Regions from separate parts of the Hordeum vulgare genome. Here region 1 is linked to region 2. Evidence: chromatin contacts called from public Hi-C data. All regions are on one chromosome and are shown on one strand. The core of a region is the stretch at or near the end of the contact, and the rest is flanking DNA. Distances in the headings are between cores, read along the strand shown. Region 1 has its middle 18 kb from the start of LOC123452934. Region 2 has its middle 310 kb from the start of LOC123399258.

Evidence for each region. Hi-C and Micro-C count contacts between places; a contact is called where the count stands out from the background.
Region 1: a contact with region 2 is called in a Hi-C map of seedling, with 3 times the contacts expected there. The contact joins two enhancer-like sites. A contact is called at or near these places in 3 of 6 Hi-C or Micro-C datasets (leaf, seedling and an unstated tissue).

What each region holds. Positions count from the first base shown.
Region 1 is chr5H:338,452,580-338,459,706 of MorexV3_pseudomolecules_assembly, forward strand. No RefSeq gene overlaps it. Among protein-coding and RNA genes, the nearest start is that of LOC123452934, 18 kb to the right of the region's middle. Within about 2 kb of position 2,057, at least 2 of the 3 cell types and tissues checked have open chromatin away from gene starts, as enhancers often do. A contact at or near this core is called in leaf, where this site is marked.
Region 2 is chr5H:338,101,644-338,108,560 of MorexV3_pseudomolecules_assembly, forward strand. No RefSeq gene overlaps it. Among protein-coding and RNA genes, the nearest start is that of LOC123399258, 310 kb to the left of the region's middle. Within about 2 kb of position 2,653, at least 1 of the 3 cell types and tissues checked has open chromatin away from gene starts, as enhancers often do. A contact at or near this core is called in leaf, where this site is marked.

The DNA of each region.
Region 1 (7,127 bases), core at 807-3,306, 350 kb after region 2:
AAACTTCGAGTCTATTCATCTTCAATCATGATAGTACAACGAAAACTAACAATAATAAAAATTACATTCTGATCTGAAGACCACCTAGCAAGGACTATAATCATTGAAGTGGGCGGAGGCGCGTCGCTGTCATCGCCCCTCCCTTGTTGGAGTCGGGCAAACGTTATTACAATAGACAGTCGGGAAGTCGGCATGCTAAGGTCCAATAGAACCAACACACCAGAACAACAACCGCCGCAGATAAAAAGTGTCAATCGGAATTATCCAACCAAAAACCACACGAACAAAGATGAATGACGAAGAGATCCGAGCAAATCCATCAAAGATAGATGCATCGGAGACACCTCCACACACCCATACACGATGCTAGACGCATCATGTGGACGAGGGCTGGATGGGGAAACCTTTATTTCATCTTCAAGGAGCCGTCGCTATCTCGCCTTCATGAGTAAAATACAAACCCTAACAAAACTCGATGAAAGATCTAAAAACAAAGTCATGCCACCGACAAGGACCGAGATCCACTCCGCCTCCATGGCCATAAGGACACCGGAGACGGGGCTGACCAGCAACGATGCCCGCGGGAGGTGGTTGAGCCTTAGCTTTTTTGGGGCGGCGGCTAGGGTTAGGTAGGCATGCACGGGCATGATGGTTGCTTATTCAATTGTTTGTTGATTGGGCGATGGTGTTTTTCATGTTCCATGTCATAGAATTTTCAAGGGTTGTTCCATATCATAGTATAAGCTTCACGAGAGCGATTAACTGAAGGTTACACTTTGTGGGGCCTCCAGAGGTCAATTTTGGTGACATGATAGCACGCCAAGTGGTGTGTCTAATCATCGCACATGTTTTTCTGGTTTTAGATGTTTCATTTTTATTTTTATTTTTTGTTTTGATTCTTTTGTATGTGTTTTTTCTGGTTTTAGATGGTTTTTGGGAGGGGGGTTCAATATTTGCCCAGTTATCTCTTGGTTTTGGAGGAAAAAATTATAGATATATATTTGCGTATAAAAAAAATTATGCTTCCATGAGAAGCATATATTTTCTTCTTGTAAAGACATAAAATTTGATTATGCAAGATGCAGAACTGTGCTTCTAGAAAAAGAAAAAATATAATTTCATAAGAAACACATATTTGCTTTTTATGCAGTCATACATTTTCTTACATGAGCCGCACAACTGTGCTCATTAAAAAGGGAAAAGATTATGTTTCCATGAGAAGCACAAATTTGCTTGTTTCTCGGGAAAAGAACTTCACAACAAGCATAAATTTAGTGCTCCTGGAAAGCACATATTTTCTTCCGTTAGAATCACAGTTGCACTTCTCAAAAAATGGGGGAAGATCTATGCTTCCACGAGAAGCACATAATTGTTTGTCGAGGAGGCGCATATTTACTTTCGCGAGAAGCATAACTGTGCTTCTCGAAAAGGTAAAAATAGAAGAAGAAAAACTGAAATAATGCTTTCGCCTTTGGTTTTTTCTTTTATTTTTTTGTTTGCTGATTTTGGGGTTTTATTCTTTTTCTCGAGTTTTTTGGTTTCTTTTTTTTTGTTTTTTCTGAACAAAAGCTCATTGAGACGTATAAATTTGGAATTTAATTTCGAACATCTTGATGCGAGAAATTCCTCGATGAAAACAGCTTGAAATTTGGACGTGCGGTCCAAAAGATAAAACATTTTAACTAAATAAATTTTCAAAATATAGAAGAACTCTTAGGTTACGAACCGACGCACTTATGTGCCACTTGTCAGCGTCTAAGAAAGTGGAAGTGACTTTGCTATTTTTATTTTTGAGAAGAAGGTAACCCTTGAAATTAACTAGTGATTTCCATGCTTCATCTCGAGAAGCTGGGCAGAAAAGGCCTAACACGAGCAAGCCAATAAGCCCACCACCAGGAAGGCCGAAACAGGGCAGCACACGCAAGCCCGAATCTTGTCTAAAAAAAAAAGCGAGCCTGAATCGGCCGATCTCTCTCCATCCAAAGAAAGTGCCAGCAGGGTTCGAGAGAGCTGCTCTCTAACGATGGGGATGCTTTTGTACGCCGGTAGCCTCGCGCTTCGCCGGTCGGCTTCTGCACCCGATGCCGTGGTCTCATGCTTCTTGGGCCATGCTGGATGCAGCAACCCCGCCGCTGGCTTCCCGCTCCACCGACGGCCTCTCGGCTCTCGCTTCTTCAGCAACGGCAGCCGTCCTAGATCCAGCAACACTACGATACGAATTGCCAATTGGTAGGATACGGCCCCCTCCAACCGGTTAGGAATTGCCACGTTATATAGTTTGGTTGCAAAGATGAAAAATGGTCGGTGATAGCCATTTATGTGTTTGGTTGAGAGAATTATGGGTGGGCAGGTTTTTGGGTTGACCTCTTTGTTAGAGGTGGTGAGATTACGCATATGACATGCAATACATATTGTTTGAAGAAAATGTTGGAAATCCCATGCTATAAAGATAATACATTATTTCAAGAAAAGGCTATGTCAAAATGAAAGGACGTTGATAACCACCACACGTGTGGTGTGAGTAATATACGATTACACGCTCCATGATCACAGATTGGACCATGTCACCGTATGCATGCAGAAGTGACGAAAATGATGATCTTACTATGAATCTTTCGTCTTTTCAGTTTTTTAAATGCTTTACCTTTTAAATAAAAATTTAATTAAAAAAAATTCACCATTAAATCTGTTGCGACGAGATTTTGAAACTAGATCACATCGCTTGTCTCAGCTGGGAGTTAATCTTCCGAATGACTCGGTTATTGACAGAATCCTTGAGTCGTTTCCACCTAACTACAAGAGCTTTGTGATGAACTACAATATGCAAGGGATGGAGAAGTTCATTCCTGAGTTATATTCGATGCTGAAATCAGCAGAGGTGGAAACCAAAAAGGAACATCAAGTGTTGATGGTGAATAAGACCACCAGTTTCAAGAAAGGCAAGGGTAAGAAGAACTTCAAGAAGGACGGTAAAGCAGTTGCCGCACCCGGTAAAGCAGTTGTCGGGAAGAAGCCCAAGAATGGACCCAAGCCTGAGACTGAGTGCTACTATTGCAAGGCAATCACTGAAAGCGAAACTGCCCCAATTACTTAGCGGATAAGAAGGCCGGCAACGTCAAAGGTATATATGATATACATGTTATTAATGTATACCCTACCAGCGCTAGTAGTAGCTCCTGGGGTATTTGATACCGGTGCAGTTGCTCATATTTGTAACTTAAAACAGGAGTTGCGGAATAAGCGGAGACTGGCGAAGGACGAGGTGACGATGCGCGTCGGGAATGGTTCCAAGGTCGATGTAATCGTCGTCGGCGCGCTACCTCTACATCTACCTTCGGGGTTAGTATTAAACCTTAATAATTATTATTTAGTAGCAGCTTTGAGCATGAACATTGTATACGGATCTCGTTTGATGTGAGATGGCTACTCATTTAAATCTGAGAATAATGGTTGTTCTATTTATATAAAAGATATGTTTTATGGTCATGCCCCGCTGGTCAATGGTTTATTCTTAATGAATCTCGAACGTGATGTTACACATATTCATAGTGTGAGTACCAAAATATGTAAGGTTAATAATGTTAGTCCCACATACTTGTGGCACTACCGCCTTGATCATATCGGTGTCAAACGCATGAAGAAACTCCATATAGATGGACTTTTAGAGTCTCTTGATTTTGAATCATTTGACACGTGTGAACCATGCCTCATGGGCAAGATGACTAAGACTCCGTTCTTCGGAACAATGGAGCGAGCAACCAACTTGTTGAAAATAATACATATTGATGTATGCGGTCCAATGAGCGTTGAGGCTCGCGGTGGCTATCGTTATGTTCTCACCCTCACTGATGACTTAAACAAATATGGGTATGTCTACTTAATGAAACACAAGTCTGAGACCTTTGAAAGGTTCAAAGAATTTCAGAGTGAGGTAGAGAATCAACGTGACAAGAAAATAAAGTTCTTGCGATCTGATCGTGGAGGAGAATATTTGAGTCACGAGTTTAGCAAGCACTTAAGGAAATGTGGAATTTTTTCACAACTCACGCTGCCTCGCACACCTCAGCTTACAGTGTGTCTGAACATCGTAATCGCACTCTATTGGATATGGTGCGATCTATTATGTCTCTTACTGATTTACCGCTATCATTTTGGGGATATGCATTGGAGACTGTTGCATTCACTTTAAATAGGGCACCGTCTAAATCCGTTGAGACAACACCGTATAAATTATGGTTTGGGAAGAAACCTAAGTTGTCGTTTCTGAAAGTTTGGGGATGCGATGCTTATGTCAAGAAACATCAACCTGAAAAGCTCCAACCCAAGTCGGAAAAGTGTGTCTTCATAGGATACCCTGAGGAAACTATTGGATATACCTTCTATCTCAGATCCGAAGGCAAGATCTTTGTTGCCAAGAATGGATCCTTTCTAGAGAAAGAGTTTCTCTCGAAAGAAGTGAGTGGGAGGAAAGTAGAACTCGATGAGTTAATTGTATCCCCTCTCGAACTGGAGAGTAGCGCAGCGCATGCAAATGTTTTTGTGGTGCCTGCACCGACTAGAAAGAAAGTTAATGATGATGATCATGAAACTTTGGATCAAGTAACTACTGAACTTGGTAAGTCCACGAGGACACGTTCCGCACCAGAATGTAACGTGCATTTCTGATGTAACGTGCATTTTCTATGATTTTCCATTTGAAAACACGGAGAAACAGTTGTCGGGCCTGACACAACGTGCGTTTGGTGTACGATTTCGTTCAAATTTTGCATGAGTCATTTGTATGTTCATCCTCACTTTCTAGCAAATGTTGGATAGATTTGATGAACGTATGCATGTACATCATGTGGAACCCACGGGCGTCGGTAAGGGTGGAAAGGGTGTTATAATGCGATGATGTTTCTTTGACTCATGAAATAGATCCAAATTTTTTACACACATCCTAATGATCATCGCAAGGAGGCACGCCAAATGTTTTTAATTTCTGACATTCCGTGCATTTTCTATGATTTTCCATGCGAAAACACGAAAAAACAGTTGTCAGACGTGACACAACGTGCGTTTGGTGTCCAATTTCGTTTAAATTTTGCGTGGATCATTTTTATGTTCATTTTCACTTGCTGCTAAAAGTTGGGTAGATTTAATAAAAGTATGCATGTACATCATGTGGAACACACTAGTGTCAGTTAGGGCGGAAGAGGTGTTATAATGCGATGATGTTACTCTGACTCATGAAATGGTCCTAAATTTTTTTCGCATGCCCTACTGATCATCACAAGACGACACGCCAATTTTGTTAAATTTCTGATATAACGTGCATTTTTATGATTTTTCATACGAAAACACGAAAAAACAGTTGCCAGACGTGACACAACGTGCGTTTGGTGTCCGTTTTCGTTTAAATTTTGCTTGGGTCATTTGTATCTTCATCCTCACTTGCTGGCAAAAGTTGGCTAGATTTGATGAACGTACATGTACGTCATGTGAAACCCACGAGCATCGGTAAGGACGGAATGGGTGTTGTAATACGATGATGTTTCTTCGACTCATGAAATGGACCCAAATAAATTCACACGTCCTAATAATCATCACAAAGAGGCACGCCATTTTTTTTTATTTTCTGACATTTCGTGCATTTTCTATGTTTTTCATGTGAAAACACGAAAAAAAAACAGTTGCCGAATGTGACGCAACGGGCGTTTTATGTTCGATTTCGTTCAAATTTTGCATGGGTCATTTGTATTTTCATTTTCACTTGCTGACAAAAATTGGGTAGATTTGATAAACATATGCATGTACATCATGTGAAACGCACACATGTCGCTAAGGACGGAAGGGGTGTTACAATGCGATGATGTTACTCAGACTCATGAAACGGACCTAATTTGTGCATAATTTTGGAATTTCAAATATGTATGAAATTTTTATAAAATTCAATACATTTTCCAAAGTTGCTAACAACTTCCCGACAATTTAGGGTTTAGAGTTTCAAATGCCAAAATTAAGGTTTAAGTAATAGTTTATCATTTTTCAAATAACAGATCATCAACTTTATAAAAAATTCACTAACTTTCAAGAAAAGATTGCCTATTTAAGGAATAGTTCACGAATTTAGTAATAAAAAAACCTCATCAATTTGTGAAAAAATCATCTATTTTAAAGAAAAATTGACAAACTTGAAAAAAATCATCATTTTAAAAAAGCTAACATATTTAGAAAGAAAAAGGAAATAGAAAAAACAGAAGAAAAAAAACAAAACAGAGAATATTGTGTTTCCGGAGTTGTTTATTAGAATAAAACATATTCATAACACATGAGGTCTTGTTGACTAGTTGGTTAGTGCAATTGTGGTAATACCTAAAGGTGCTTGGTTCAAATCGTGTTGCTCTCATTCTTTTTTGACGGTTTAAAAAATAGAGAAAACATGAACAGGCCCGCCCAGCAGATGTATCCACTAATCTGAAATGTCCTTGTGTTTAGGGGTGTATCCGAGGGCATCTGCCAAGATACGCATAGTTATGAAATCTTTCAATAACCAGAAGAACAATCTGAAGGAGCTTGCGCCGTACATGCATAAGGTTGGGTTGCCTGAATCGCGGTCCTTGTACACCGTGTTGCGATCAGCACATATTGACAAGAAATCCCGGTAGCAATTCTCGACGCACGTGAAGAAAGTGTTTGTGGAGAAAACAGCGGAGACGCGTGAACTGGGCAATCTTCTGGTTGAAACGGCTTCGTATATTGGGGGCCCAGTAAGATGTCGTCATCAATTTCAAGACACGCCTGGATAAGAAGATTGGCTGCAGCAAAGGCGGTGGCCTGCATCCACAGTAGTTCCAACCCAAAACAGGATTCAGGCATAGAATAAACAATGCTAGGTTGGTAGCTGATGGATTAATTGGTTTTTTGCTTTCTGGGTGATTTCTTGTTTTGTACCAGTAGCCCAGTAGGTACTAGAGCTGCTTTGTGTGTTTGAGCCTGTCCTGCTACACACAGGCTATCCATCCAACTTTTGCGGATCTTAATTTCTGGCCTTGGTTTGATCTTAGCATACACTTCCGTACTATATATTCTATGTAATGTCATATTATGGAATTATTAAGGATGCATATGTCCTATCTGAGGATGTT
Region 2 (6,917 bases), core at 1,403-3,902:
TCTTTTGACTGGGCATCCTGAGGAGAAGGCCACTACCTTTGGGAGGCTATTGAAGGAACTGTCTATTATGGATGAGCATGCGCGGAAGGCTATGTGTAGTATGGTCAGAGCTTTATGGCCGAACCAAAACCCTCCGCAAGGGATGGCCGATCTTGCCGAGCAATTTACAGTAGCCCGCAGTCGCTTTGAATTGTGGAAGACCTCGGCCTACCGAGAAGGATCTCGGGAGGCATGGGATATGGTGAAGACCCTCTTTACCCGCCTAGATCGTGATCACATGGTTCGAGTTGGATCAGTGGGGCCACATGGGAAGAAGATTCCTCCACATTTCGTGTACGATCAGGTAATGCCCGCCGCGCGCTTGTCACAGGAGGAGTGCGCGTTAGATGCTATAATAGATCAACTAGATCAATCACCAAGTGTGTAATCGCCTGTAATGGTATTTGTGTGTTAAAGTACTTCCCTCCATATTTTGAAAAAAAATTCTTTAACCCGTCACCTCCTTCTACCTGCCCTGTTATAAACTGGGCAGTGTTTCGTACTTTGTATTCTGCAAAGGTAGAAATCAAATTTCCGATAACTAGGCAATCAGGACATGTGGTACTAACAGACAAAAGTTATACAGGTGGATTATGTTATATTATGACTAGGCGTAAGAAACATCTTTAGGAAAAACATGTTCCTTAATGGGTTCCCTTTTTCGGGGCTGCTACATAGGTTGTACTCGGTAAGGTTGTTTATCCGCTCAACACGGCCAGCGGTTTAATGATGCAAATTTTGCCGAATAGGTGGGCGTTGTCCTAGCCGATCAAGTTGTATCTCAAGAAGCGCTAGCTTTTGGCTTTACCCGTTTGAGGTACGTGTCCACGTGAACCGGTTGTAACAATCGCAACGGTGCTCCCTTCACCCTCTAGCCGAATACATCGGGAACATAGAGAGTAAGCACAAGAGATAGTCAACCCAGCATTGCTAAAATCTTAAGTCCAATTGATGCATACAATGGCAGGAATCGATGTTTTTATTTCAAGATGCATACATGAATAAGTGGGCATGACAAATATTTTTGAACAACTTGTTTAGGAGCCCCCAGGTGCTACTTGGTCATTCCATTTAACATATATGATTTAGTAAATGTCCGAGGGTGTTTGGTTAAGCTGAACATGCCGCGAGAACAGCTAATTATCTCTATAGGAAAAAATAAAAAATGTGGGTGATACGGGAAAAGGAAAGTGACGAAAAAGGGAGCATGATAGTGGTCTAGCTGTAAAAACGCCAAACGTGAGCTGCGTTCCGCGGGTTCGGCTCGAGGCGATTGTCTTCGGATTTACGCAGGCGATAAGCTCTTCCTATTAGGATTTCATCGATTATAAAAGGGACCTTCCACTTAGAGTGAAGTTTATGCTTCTGCTTCTCGGGGAGGCGTAGGACAAGTTCTCCGACGTTATATAGCCTTTGCCCGGACTTCATTGCTATGACAGCGTCGAGCTTGTTGTTGATAGAAAGCTCATCGGGCCAGAGCTATGTCACGCTCACCTTCCAATGCATCTAGGTCGTCTTGCCGATCTAGCTCGGCTTCTTTTTCCGCGTACATACACACCCGAGGTACGTCATGTATAATATCATAGGGGAGGACTGTTTCATCCACGTACACCATAAAGAAGGGGGTGTACCCTGTGGATCGATTCGGGGTGGTGCGCAAGCCCCATGGCACCGAGTCGAGCTCCTCCACCGATTGGCAATCGGAGTCTTGAAGGGATCGGACCAACTTGGATTTAATACCGCTCATAATGAGCCCATTGGCTCTTTCGACTTGTCCGTTGGTCTGCAGGTGGTATACGGAAGCATAATTGAGCTTTATGACCAAGTTTGCATACTAACTTTTACCTCCTGGGTGATGAAATTGGCCCCATTGTCTGTTATTATGCTGTGTGGAACACCATAACGATGTACGACACTGAAAATAGATTCGATTACTGGTTTAGCCTTCGCCGAGGTGATCGGCTTTGCTTCGATCCATTTGGTAAATATGTCAACCTTAACGAGGAGGTAATTCTTTTTCTTGGTCCCCCTTTAAGTGAGCCGACCATATCCAGACCCCATAGCGCGAAGGGCCAAATGATCAAAATTGTTCAAAGAGTTGTTGGGGGCATGTGGCTTTTGTTTGAAAAAAGTTTATACCCCGTACAACGATGAACGAGTGCGTGGACGTCCTCCCGGGCCGTCGGGTCAAGCTGCACTCCGGTGTGTTTACCACGCCGAGCTCTAAGGCCGAGGTGGGGACGAAGGTCCCATAGAAATCTCCTCCTCCTCCCTCATCTTCAGCGTGGTCCTTAAGAATAAATAGGAATCTAAATTTGTCTACGTGAGAATTTAAACCCACGTGTTGGGTTTGCACATCCACTTCCCCAACGAGTCGAGCTAGACCCACTCCCCGTCATTGAAAAACTATATCCAATGAACAAATATGTTCCCAAATTGCTCACTGAAACAGGTATTAGAACGGGAAACTGACAGACTGGAGAGGGAGGATCATGTGTATGCCAAAAGTGCAGAATTCATTCTTTAAAAGAGATAATATCACTTATGTAAAGGTCACGGGTCATTATCTCATCATCAAAGACTAAACATCACTAGACTGGAGGGGGAGGATCGCCTTGCCCGGCTCCAAGAAACTGATTGGCTAATTGCAACAGTTGGTCAAGCTCAGCATGGCCCATCAGGATATTGAACGGGCCATCTCCCTGACCATGGTGCTCTTCAACGTTCTGGTCATTTACATCGTAGACTTGATCTTTCACGACCACCTGCTCTTCCACTAAAGGCATGGCCACCTCTTCATCCCCAGCTGAAGGCGCGACCATCACCGGCTGTTGCTGCGCGGCCACCACCTGCTCTTCATCCCCAGCTGAAGGCGCGACCATCACCGGCTGTTGCTGCGCGGCCACCACCTGCTCTTCATCCCCAGCTGAAGGCGCGACCATCACCGGCTGTTGCTGCGCGGCCACCACCTGCTCTTCATCCCCAGCTGAAGGCGCGCCCACCACCTGCTCTTGCGGCACAGCTGAAGGCCCGCCCACCACCTGCTCTTGCGGCACAGCTGAAGGCGCGACCACCACAGCCTGCTGCTGCTGAGTTGAACGCACGGCCACAGACTGCTGCTGGGAATAAGACACCGTCACGGCTTGATTCTGAGCCATCTGCGTTGGTGCATATCCTTGCACTAGCACAATGCAAAATGGGGATGAGGAACTGAAGCTTGTAAAGGCGAACTGTCAGTTCTTTCAAAGCAGGAGTCGCTTCTTCGCCCTCCATCATGACAGTAGCCATCAAGTCATGAAGCGCACTCACAGCTGCCTTCAGCTACAAGATACCAAAATGATGTAAGTAGGGGCCATATTTGGTTACTACTCCTACTTGCCAGTACAGCACTACTATCTCTATTTCAAAATAGTATTACTGTCCATTAGTACTAACCATATTGTGAACCATACTAATATTTTTCTCCTGTTCAAAATTATCATATATTTCATATATTATCTAATAAAACTAGTTTAACGTTGTAGAGTAGATGTTATCACATTTTTATATGTTTGGTACATTAGAATAATATAAGAGGACATACCCTTCCGGCTAGAAAGAATGGCTCATTTCCCAGTTGTGCAATAGCCTGGAGTTCGCGACCCAAGTTCGTGGCATGGTATGTTGCCCCCTCGTTCAAACGCAGAAGTGCCAGCGTGCCAATTGCTTCTTTTGCCTGTTCAGTGTCAACATATGTAACAAATGAAGGATGTCCTTGCAAAAACAGAAACAAAAACAATTAAGGACTGATAGATACTACCTCTGCACTTATCACCATCTTCCAGGAAGGCAATTTAACCTGACTGTTCCCAGCTTGCTTGGTAGCCGCAGCTCTTGGTCTCTTCTTAGAGGCAGACTCATGAGAAAGGGCTTCCACCTTTGCACGCCAGTGCGGCGTCATCTTGGGACAGCTCTCTCGTAAGTGTTTTCCCATATCCTGTCCTACTCTGTCAGTGGTCATCTCGTGCTGGCATAAGATACATCTCAGTTTTACCTTCTTCGAGACTCGGCCAAGGTGCACACCAAAAGCCCACAACCGGTTTGTGGTACCACTAGGATTAATGTGTCTACAAATGTAAATACATAATTAATGAGATAAAACGCCTTGTGTAATAAATGCAGAATTAGTCTCAAGTTGCTGCGTGCTTACCCTACAACCTCTGGAAAGTGCGATCTCATATAATCCATAATGAGTTCCACAACATTACGAGGGTGGCTCGTTAACAATTCAGTATAGCTACATCAGAAAACAAAAATACCAATTAGGAAACATAATTAAAGTGAATCAGATTCTTTTATGTTAGATTAATATAAAAGGCATGAAAAAACACGCTGATAATGTAGTCCCCCGCAAAAGTAGATACTGAAGCCAACAAATTTAAATTAAATTGTTGCTAAAATTCTCTTAGAATCTATTGGGAAAAAGAATAAAATCTACTTTGTTTCATCATAAAAGATGCTTTTCCTATATATATATATATATATATATATATATATATATTGTTCTAAGCTATAAACTTAGACAAGATTGATTAGGCAGCACTTTAATTAATTTCAAATGGAGAGACTGTTCCATCAGAATCCATTTTATTTGATATAACGAAATGTTATTAACTAGTAAGTCTGGTAACAAAAACTAACTAACACCAAATGTCTGATTCTTGGTATGAATGATATTATTTATTGGACTAAACAGATAACATATACGTATGATGTAGTAACACTGAAGTAGGACATGAGATTGGCTTAGAGTTACACACACCTTGGGTCCCTGGTAATACTTCCCCAGATAACATCCAACTGTGACCTCATCTCATCAGTGTCAGCGAACTGTGAGGCCACGTGGCGAAGCGGTGCAATGTATCCCTGGTGGAAACGAATGGCCAACGACCTCGATCCACTTTGCAAGAGACGTATCAGCCGTCCCCTGCGACAGTACAATAGTAATCTGGGATGCATATCCACAGAGCTGCCATACATCGCTATAATTTGCCTGAGATATCCCTCCAGGGTAGTCCATTGTCCGCTTCTTGCCATGTGATCGATCCCTTCTGCCACTGTTCTGCATACGAGAAGCCTGGCAGATCATATAAGAAAAAATAAGACGCGGTGGAAGATTTTACACTATGAAGCTAACAGGTATGTGTAGAATATCAATCCATACGTTAGTAAGGATGTTAACCAATTTCCCATTACACAAATTAAATAATCACAAACCGGAAGTTTGATAAAATTCTAGTGGATAAAGTTAAAAAGGATGCGTAATTTTGCAATGACATGTTTTAGAGCAACTCCAACGGGAGACTCATTTCATCCGTCGCCGTTTGTTTGGGTCCGTGCGAACAAAAAGATGACCTGACACGCCGACCCAAATGGACGCACGTTCGATTTTTTGTCAGCCTACCGACCCAATCCCGGCCCAATTTTGAGCCTGATTTGCGTCGGTGTGGACACAAAGCGGACGCGTGCGTCGCCGCGCCTACTCCCCTCACTGGCCCGCAAAGCAGCGGCAAAGCGGCCATTTTTTCCCTCCATTTTCCCCAAACCCTCCCGCTCGCTCCCGCGCCCGCTCCCACCGCCATGGACGACGACCTCGAGGCCACGGCCGCCATCGCCTCCTCTCGCCCGCCGCCGCCGCCGAAGGAAGAGGCAAGGCCCGCGCCCCCCGTAAGGCCGTCGCACCGCCCAAGAAGAAGATGGAGGAGTTGACTCCCGAGGAGCGGGTCGTGGAGTCGGCCAAGAGGAAGGTCCGAAATCACGTGCGGAATGCAAGGGGCGAGGCAGCCGCCGCCGCCGCGCAGCAGGAAGACACCAATGTTCGGGTGAAGGCGGCAACGAGGGAGGCCTTGTTGTACCTAGGGGTAAATCCTGGCCAGCACGGGCTTGTCACCATCGTTGCCGCGACCGCGGCCAGCACGGGCTCATCAGCATATCCTCCGATGATGCTACCGGAGTCACCGCGCGCGTCTTCCACGCAGCCGGTTCCCGGCTTCTACGTCTACCCGCAAGGCAGCCGCTTCTCCGGGGAATGCTCGTCGGAGGTGAGCATTGTGGCCCCTACCGCGCCCGTGCCGGTGACCATTGACCTCAATGACACGCCGGTGGCAGGCAGATCATCATCCGGAGGCATGAGGAAATGCCAGCGCGAGATGCCAGCCGACATGCTCACCGGCGCCCGCAATCTGTTCGACAGAATGCCGACGGCCATCGACGATGACACGGCCAACCGTTTCTACGAGAACATGATCTTCAAAGGCGGTGCGCCGACAGCTGGTGCTTAATCCGCGGCTATGTACGATCCCGATGAGACCCAAAACCAGGACTGCCAAGCACTATTCATGCAAGCCACCAATGGTCCACATGACGGCTTCATGCAAGATCAGGCCGGCCTAGACGGCTTCCCGCTCGACCATGAGTTCCCGGAGGACTACGGCCTTGAGGAGGAGGGTGATGACATGGACATCGACGGGGAGCCTTTGTTCGAGGAGGAGCTCGCCAACCAAACTTTTGTCAGGGCGAAGCCGAAGCGCAAGAGCAAGCGGACGAAGGCATACACGTCGGCCGAGGACAAGCTCCTTTGTGAGTGTTGGAGGGACACTGAGCAAGACCCAAAGGTTGGTGCCAAAAAACAGTGGTCGGCCTTATGGACTCGTGTTCATCGTGAGTTCCATGAGCACAAGAACTTCCCCCCGTACCAAATTGAAAGCAACCATGGATGGGTGCCACTTTTGAAGCGTTGAGGGTGATTCAACAAGTTTTGTGCCAGCTATGAGAGCATCAAGGCACGCCTCGTGAGCGGCCTCGCCATGCAATACATGGTATGCATGCCCTCTCATTCC